Linked DNA regions of Mus musculus: region 2 is linked to region 1. Evidence: chromatin contacts called from public HiChIP or PLAC-seq data. All regions are on one chromosome and are shown on one strand. The core of a region is the stretch at or near the end of the contact, and the rest is flanking DNA. Distances in the headings are between cores, read along the strand shown.

Region 1 (3,807 bases), core at 331-2,830:
TTTAATAGAACTGTGCCTAGCTAGCCTAGGCATACAGCTTCTGTTTTCTTAATATCTGCCTGGTACATAGCCCAGGAACCACTAACCATTTACAGCAAACAGGAAGATGGCGGGCAGGGGGTGTCCTAAAACCAATCATTTTATCTTATCTCCTACTGTGCCCCTTCCTACTACCCTTGTTCCTTCCTCATCTAAACTTCTTCCACTCTAAGCCCCCACTTCTCCAGAGAGCAGCTCACTTTTGCAAGTCTGATTTGAACCTGACCTGTGCAGGGGTGGTTCTCACATCTCTGGCTTTTCCCAAGACAGCATCTCTCTGTCCCCAGCTCTCTGGTGCTCCATCTTATCCTCCCGTGGTCATTCCCACCCTGCCTTTAGTCACTTGCTCTCCTTTTCCCTTCATGCTCAACCGGGTCCACGTTTCTGATTGCCTTGTAGATTACGGTGTTAGGGTTTTTTTTTTTGGGGGGGGGTGTCGTCTCATGTAGCCCAGGCTGGCTTCTGACTCACTATGTAGCCAAGGATGTCTTTTAATATCTTATCCTTCTGCCTCCACCTCCACACTCCTGGCTGGCCTTGAACTCACGCCATTCCATCTCGGCCTTCTGAGTGATGGGAATATAGACCCGTGCCGTGTGTGGCCTTCTGTTTGAGCCCAGGTCCAGCTTTCTCTTAGTGTCTAGCGTCATTGATGTTCCCCGGTAGCATCCTTGGTACACATTCTTTCTCCTAGTCTTATTCTATTGACTCTTTTGTTTGCTGCACTGCTTTCATGTCTCTGTTTAGCCTCATCAACAGCTCTGGGTTTCCCTGCTGCGTACCTGCCCTTATGGTGAATTCTGGGAGAGACTTGGAATGTACACCCTGGGGTGAGGGGTTGCTTGGCAAAGGGGAAGACTACCATTGAATAACAAATGAACACAGACACAAACTCTGACTTAGTATTTCTTTGCCAGACACGAATCCAAGCCCTTTACAGTGTTTTCTGGCTTTACAAATGCTTTAGTTTTGTAACATCCCTGACTTATAGATAAGGAAATGGGGACACAGTCAGGCCAAGCAATTTACCCAATGTTACACAGAGGTGAATGGTTGAGTTAGAATTTAAGTCTCAGCCTTTCCTTATGCTCAGTGCTTTGCTGAAGGTTGATGGCTAACAAGCAAAGGATGAGAAAGTCACTCATGCAGATATACACTTGCAAGGGAACGCCTGCTGCCCTTGCTCTCTTCCTGTTTGTCCTTCCAAAGAACCCATCTTTTATAACCAGAGAGTCTACTAGAGAGCTAAGACTCCTCATTTTTTCAAGTTCCTTACAGTTCTGTGAGTCTTTCCCAGTCTCATTGCCTTCTTTTCAGTTTCCCACAGCACCCAGAAGCTAGAGAGAAGGGATTTGACCTTTTTAGAAAAGACATCTGATTGTAGATTTATAATCTTGGTACAGAAATCAAAATGCAGTTGTATACTCTGAAAGCAGTGCAAACATGGCTGCCAAATGCCTGCTGCTCAGAACTACAACTCCCAGAATGCAGTGCTGGGGAAGTTTCTCTGACCAGGGTTTGAAACAACCACACTGGCTTCCTTGTAGTCCAACCTCCCAAGCGGCTGCTGCTGCTGCTGCTGCCATGAAGGCTCTTCTAGCAGAAGCAGGTGCAGTGTTCTGCCTCAGATCTGTGCTCAGGGAGTTGGAGACTGGATTTCTCACATCACCTTCCACTCGGCTGTCAAAACCTGACCTTCTCAAAGCCTTCTGGGTCTTTATCACTTCCTCTCCTTAACTTGGTGCTTAAGTGCAGTGATTAAGCAGCTACCTAAGGTAGAGTGATTAGTATGAATAATTGCCCCAGACAGAGAATATTGTAAAGGAGTGTTTCTCTCTTGCCCCTTCGCTAACTTATTAGGCGAAGTGAAATGGGTTGGAGAACAGGGAGCCTCAGGTCTCTAGTTTCAAAAGCAAGCGTATAGGCTGGAGGGTTATTTCATAAGGAATCTCTCACGTCCTTTTTGCTAAGTAGAAGAGGTATGAATCCAATGGCCCCTGCAGCAGCTGTTTCTACCCTTTTAAATATCATTTTCTGGCCTGGCGGTGGTGGTGCATGCTTTTAATCCTAGCACTTGGGAGGCAGAGGCAGGCAGATTTCTGAGATCGAGGCCAGCCAGGGCTACAAAGTGAGTTCTAGGACAGCCAGGGCTATACAGAGAACTCTGTCTTGAAAAAAAAAAGACCTATATATATATATATATATATATATAGTTTTTTTTGTTTCTTTTTTTTTCTCAGAATATTCTTTGTACTCTGAAATATATACCTCCCCAACCATTGCAGGTTGTCTGTTCTGTACCAAATTACATTATGTCTGAGGCTGGTGGGTTCAAGGCCTGAACTGCCTTAGGCTTCTGTTGATGCTCTCTCAACACTGCTGACACAAGTTCACCTTCCAGGGATGTGTGCCAGGTTTTGGTTGTTTGATCTATTGAGTCAGAGCTTGCCAAGTAGCCCCAGTTAGCCTGGAACTCACTATGTAGATCAGCGAGGCTCAAAGTGTGTGCAGTTGCTCCTGTCTCTGCCTTGTGAGTACACAAGGGATTACAGGTGTATACCACCTTCCTTACCTGGTGATAGTTCCTTAAGAACTGAGTAGGTAGATGGATTGAGTCATCGGAGAGACTAGGCAGACTCCAGTTATCAAGGAATTGGTCTCTGTGCGATTTTGATGAAATAGAATGTCCTCTTTGGTAGGCACCAGCTTTCTGCCTTCTGTCTGCACATTTGATTGTCAGCCCAGGCACAGAGAGAGGATTGAAGGCCACACGATAGTCAGAGGGAACTTGTCAGGCTTCTGAGTAAAGAGGACAGTGCGATATCTGTGGTGTGGCACAGTCCCCATGCTCTTGGATTTGTAAAGGAGTCTAGTGGGGGTACCCTCATTGAGTAGGAGAAAGGTCTCTCCTCTTCCTACCCCCTCGCCCCCAGTAGATTCAACCATGATCATAGAATGGGACTTATTAAAAAATTCATCAGAGTTACAGAAATAGATGTGATAGAACCTTTACCTGCTGAGTGAGCTATCTGTCTATCTATCTATCTATCTATCTATCTATCTATCTATCTATCTATCTATCTATCGCCTCAGCCTCTTAAATACTGGGATTAAAGGCATGAATCAATCTCCTTGGCATTAAATTAGAATTTGTTTTGTTATTATTATTTGTTGTTATTATTCCTCGACCTAAATTCTATTACTGGTTGAGGATTTTGGAGCATTTAAAATATTTTGAATTAGAACGGTTCATCTGAGAAAACCTATGTAAATATCTCTAAATCTGACATACTTTTCAGATGTGAAACATTTCTGCTCCCCACAATTTCAGGTAAGACAGACAAAACAGGTACTTTCAACTCATAGAACACGTGTATCAGGTGTTTGTGGTGGGATGAAAAGTGCATCTTCAGGCTCCAAGACCTGTATCTCTCCCTTGCCTTAATCTTAGTTTGGATTGTTGAATTAAGCGTTGGCAAGGCACCTTGGTCTCCTTTCCTGCCTAAAGCGAACATGAATGAATTGCTGATTCTTTTTTTTAAATCTAAAAAGCAGTCTCCACTGGGAATTCGTCTCAGTCTGGACTCCAACTTTGAGTTCTAGGATTAGCCATCATAGGACCCTTCTTTAAATGTGCACACTAACTTTTTGATGATCTCAAGCTCCCTCCTAATTTTTTGATAATGTTTTATCTCATAATTGGCCATCTTGAAAAAAGAAATCTCAAAGGCAAATTGCATCAATTGCCATTTTGTATATTTTTAAACT
Region 2 (4,147 bases), core at 1,243-3,742, 220 kb before region 1:
TCTTTTTGACAAACTGACGTCAAATCAGAGTGAAGCCAGTTCCCAGAATTCCCTTCAGTTTTGATACAGTTGTCAGAATAACTCTCAGAACTCAAGGAAGTTTTGTACTTAGGATTTTTTTTTCTTTAAGATTTATTTATTATACATAAATACACTGTAGCTGTCTTCAGACACTCCAGAAGAGGGCATCAGATCCCATTATGAATGGTTTTGAGCCACCATGTAGTTGCTGGGATTTGAACTCAGGACCTTTGGAAGAACAGTCAGTGCTCTTAACCACTGAGCCATCTCTCCAGCCCCAGGTTTTTTTTTTCTAAAGGATACAAATTGGGACCAAGCAAAGGACATGATGCGGATTCTGAAAGCATCCCGTATGGTCCTTTCTCATGGTCCATTAGTCTTTGCATGGTTGGGTTTACTAACCCATAAGCTCAACAAGCTGCAGCATCCAGGCTTTTTACGGAGCGTTTGATATGCCGGCATAATTGGTACACTCAGTCTCTGGCTCCCCACCCTCTCTGTGCTCGGTCTCTTGGTCATAGTAGGCTTACGTGAGAACTAGCCACTACCCAGAGCCGGCTCATTACTACAAACTCAGGGGCTCCTAGAACTTGGGAAATCAAGGGTTTTACAAGCTTCCTCCCAGAAACCTGGAACAAAACCCAGACACATCCTTTTACGACAATAGCGGAGCCATGCAGCTTCTGTGTCTGCGGATTCCGGGCCAACTGCTTTCCTTTATGCCAAACTCCATCCTAGGCAAGCCTTCCCTCACCTGAATTTCTGACTATGAATTACTCAAGATTTATCCTGACCTCCTGGAGAGCTAGAGAGAGGTTTCCTGAATTTCAAAACCACATCCCGCCCTTCCGTTTCTGCCCACTTGAAACCAGACACAACCCACATTCCAGTCCGGTCCTCTGTCCCCGTCCGTCTGTACACCCATCACCCCCCCTCCCGCCCCCAGCCTCCTGCCCCCAGCCTCCCGCCCCCGGGGTGGAGGTAATGAAGCCACAGCAGGAAGAACGCTGGCAACTGAATGTGCAAATCTTGAGGAAAGTGAGCCACGTGGGCCAAGCCAGCTCAAGATGTAGACGTCTGCATTTATCCTTAAAATGTGTTTTAAATATTCCCCTCCCCATCCCATCTCCTCGGTAGCAGTAGCTATGTTCTGAGGCTTGCAAGGTGAAAAGGACGGGTGGATGTGAAGTGATTTCAAAGGAATAAAGTTCTCCGGCCGTAGTTTGTACAGGAGCCGTGCAGACATCCATTTTAATTATTGATGCGAAGCCCTGTCACTGGTGAGGAGGAAAGGGGCTTTCTTTTGTTGCACACGTTCTATGCACTGTGGTCCACACACCATTTAACCCTCACCATCCCGTGGATTGTGTTTCAGATCCTTCCCTAACAGCGGATCTGCAAGATTAAAGAATTAAGCCTGTATCTGGCTGCCTCCAGTTGCTGGTAATAGCCAGAAAATGTTGCTCATTATGCTTGTTTGCTCTGTGCTTTATTAAATATTATTTTATATGATTATGTAATTAAACTGTGATCCTCTGAAACCGGTCATTTTAAAAGCGGGGGAGGGGAGGGCAGCTGAACAAAGCTAATCAAAGAAATGCTTCATTTACATTAATCCTGCTGGGAGACTGTTCGGGTCATTTCTCTGAATACCCGGGTGACCTTGCTTAGCTTAGTGTAAACATTAGGCTGCTTCCCGTTATTAAACCTCTGCTAATTCAGGCTCCTGATGCAGAGCAAATGCGCTATTAATGATAAATGCAGCAATCACATAAAAGGCTCGCTATGGGATTATAAGAGCAGCCGGATTCAAGCTCCGGTTTCCAGTGTATCTCCGTATTACTGACCTAAGTTGATAAAGGAGAGGGTTTTAGGAGGATGGTTGCAGAGACCTGGCCTCTGAATTAGCTCTGTACTAGTGCCACCTAGTGGCCATGGTGGGCTCCAGCAGGTTCTTCATATTTCTAAGGGTTGGGCTCTGGGGCTCCGCCTTTCTTAGCTACCCAAACTGGTGTTTCTGTTCTGTTTTGTTTTTTGTTTTTTAAAACAAAGGCACTGGAGCTACTTGTGTGATAGAAGGTGTATGGCGCAGTCGTTTACTTCAAATTGATGCAAAAATTTAAGTACCTGAGATGGTGAGTTTGGAACCTTCGATCATTTTAGTATAGCTCAAGAATGCTGGCTCTCCTGCTCCTTTCCGACCCCTGATTCCTGAGGAACCCATCCGTACCCTTCTTCCACATCTTCCCACGACAGCGTCCTCAGTTGACACCACAGCCCAGAAGGAAAATGAGAAAGTCCAGTCGTTCCCCAGAACACTCACTCTGTCAATGGATTTTATTTTCTCTCTCCAGGTGTCTCTCAGCCACATGCCTGGCAGAGGCTGCTCAGAAATAATTCCTCAGCACTGCTCCTGAACGATGGGGGAACATCTGCAGTGTGCCGTGACTGACTAAGTGCAGAGAACACGCAGTTGGTTAGCTATACTTCCTCACTCAGAGAAAGACTAGAATGTGTGAGCAAGGAGACAGACTCCTCCTGCTACAATACACACCAAATGGGGTTGTCGTAACAGAGGGACAAGGGAGCCAGAGCAGGATCTGAAGTGGGGTTTGCCCTGGTTTTAACCCTGGATCTGTTACGTGTACAGTTGGAAAAATGATTGGTCACCGCAATTAGGAGTGAAAAGGGTGACACCGACTGTCAAGGCTCTGGTGTATCTTGGCATTACTGGGCTTGGTTGATAAAGGAGACTGATTTTTGGAAGGGAATGGCCATAGAAATCACCAGACCCTGAAAGACTACCGTTTTTGAATATTACTGAAAGACGTGCTCAGAGTGTATCCAAACCAAAGCACCTCCCAACAGTGATGTTCATGTTCAAGTCAGGAAACTAGAAAAAATGCCGATAACATGTATTTGTATATGTCTGTAGTATGTATGAATGGTGCGTGCACATGGTGTCTGGGTATGCATGCTCAAGCCTGTGCATTTGGGGCCAGAGCCGGACATAAGGGGTCTTCTTCTATAACTCTTGGCCTTATTGAGTTGAATCAGGGTCTGTCCCTGAACCTGAAGCTCACTATTTTGCTTAGTCTGGCTGGCCGGCCAGCTCTTACAATCTTTCTATCTTTGCCCCTTAATGCTAAGTTTACAAGCATGTGTTGCCTTGCCCAGGGTGCTGGGGATTTGAATTCAGGTCCTCATGTTTGCAGAGCAAGTGCTCTTACCTACTGGGCCATCTCCCCAGTCCAATAACAGCAATATTAACTGTATAAAGCTCCACATATATGCCGGCCAGAGTAGTATGTTTCCTCGCTCACTGTGATGATAAAATACCAACAAAGAAATTTAAAGCAGGGAGGGTATAACCCATCATGGTGGGGGAGTCCTGGTGATAGGGGTTCGAGGCCTGTTGCATCTGAAGCTTGGAAACAGCATGCTGAAGGCTGCAGCAGCTCGGCTCACTCTTTTCCTTTATCTGCAGCCTGGCGTCCTGGCCTGTGGAGTGGTGCCGCTCACACTGACGGTGGGCTTTCTACACCAATTAACCCATCTTGACACTCCCTGCCTGGGGTCCTGGCCTGTGGAGTGGTGCTGCCTACAGTTAGTTAGACTTTCTACATCAATTAACCCATCTTGACACTCCCTGATAGACACTCACAGAGGTTTGTCTCCTAGGTGGCTCTAACTAATCACATGTGTTTTCATTTTAGTTCAGCATCTGGTGATATAAGACTTCTTAATACACAGGAAATATGAGTCAATTTGGGTTTATATAAGCTGAGAGTAGTTACTCTTGCTATAAAACAAGAGTAATGTTATACACACTCCTCTCCTGATATTTATAAAAGTCGTATCAGTATCTTTACAGATACTGATTCTTATAATCTGGGGACCTATAGAAAGGCACGTCAATCAAACTTTACGCTTAACGCCTGGAGTGTGTGTGTCTGGATTTCCTGATCATGGTAAGCTACTTTTATGAGGCTCTGTGAATGAAAGAAAAACCCTAGCTAAACAGCTGCTGTCTTTCTTTGCCACATAAACCATTCTACGATGTGCCTTGTGATACTGAACCTGGGTCTCATTTCTCCTTTGTTACAGGGACACCAAAGGAGGACGG

The links. HiChIP or PLAC-seq counts read pairs in DNA pulled down with a chosen protein or histone mark.
Region 2: an H3K27ac HiChIP or PLAC-seq map of embryonic stem cells shows a contact between it and region 1, with 5 read pairs. The contact joins two enhancer-like sites. A contact is called at or near these places in 3 of 484 Hi-C or Micro-C datasets (the 63-12 cell line, the HPC-7 cell line and bone marrow-derived macrophages), 5 of 115 datasets of contacts at active chromatin or transcription factors (bone marrow-derived macrophages, embryonic stem cells, forebrain and 1 more) and 1 of 9 other capture datasets (liver).

Annotation. Positions count from the first base shown.
Region 1 is chr9:40,395,049-40,398,855 of GRCm38.p6, reverse strand. The region is part of intron 2 of Gramd1b (GRAM domain containing 1B); the gene reads left to right. Among named protein-coding and RNA genes, the nearest start is that of Gm51668, 20 kb to the left of the region's middle. Within about 2 kb of position 1,580, at least 137 of the 459 cell types and tissues checked have an H3K27ac peak or open chromatin away from gene starts, as enhancers often do. A contact at or near this core is called in bone marrow-derived macrophages, embryonic stem cells and forebrain, where this site is marked.
Region 2 is chr9:40,614,371-40,618,517 of GRCm38.p6, reverse strand. No RefSeq gene overlaps it. Among named protein-coding and RNA genes, the nearest start is that of Gm39319, 50 kb to the left of the region's middle. Within about 2 kb of position 2,492, at least 63 of the 459 cell types and tissues checked have an H3K27ac peak or open chromatin away from gene starts, as enhancers often do. A contact at or near this core is called in bone marrow-derived macrophages, embryonic stem cells and forebrain, where this site is marked.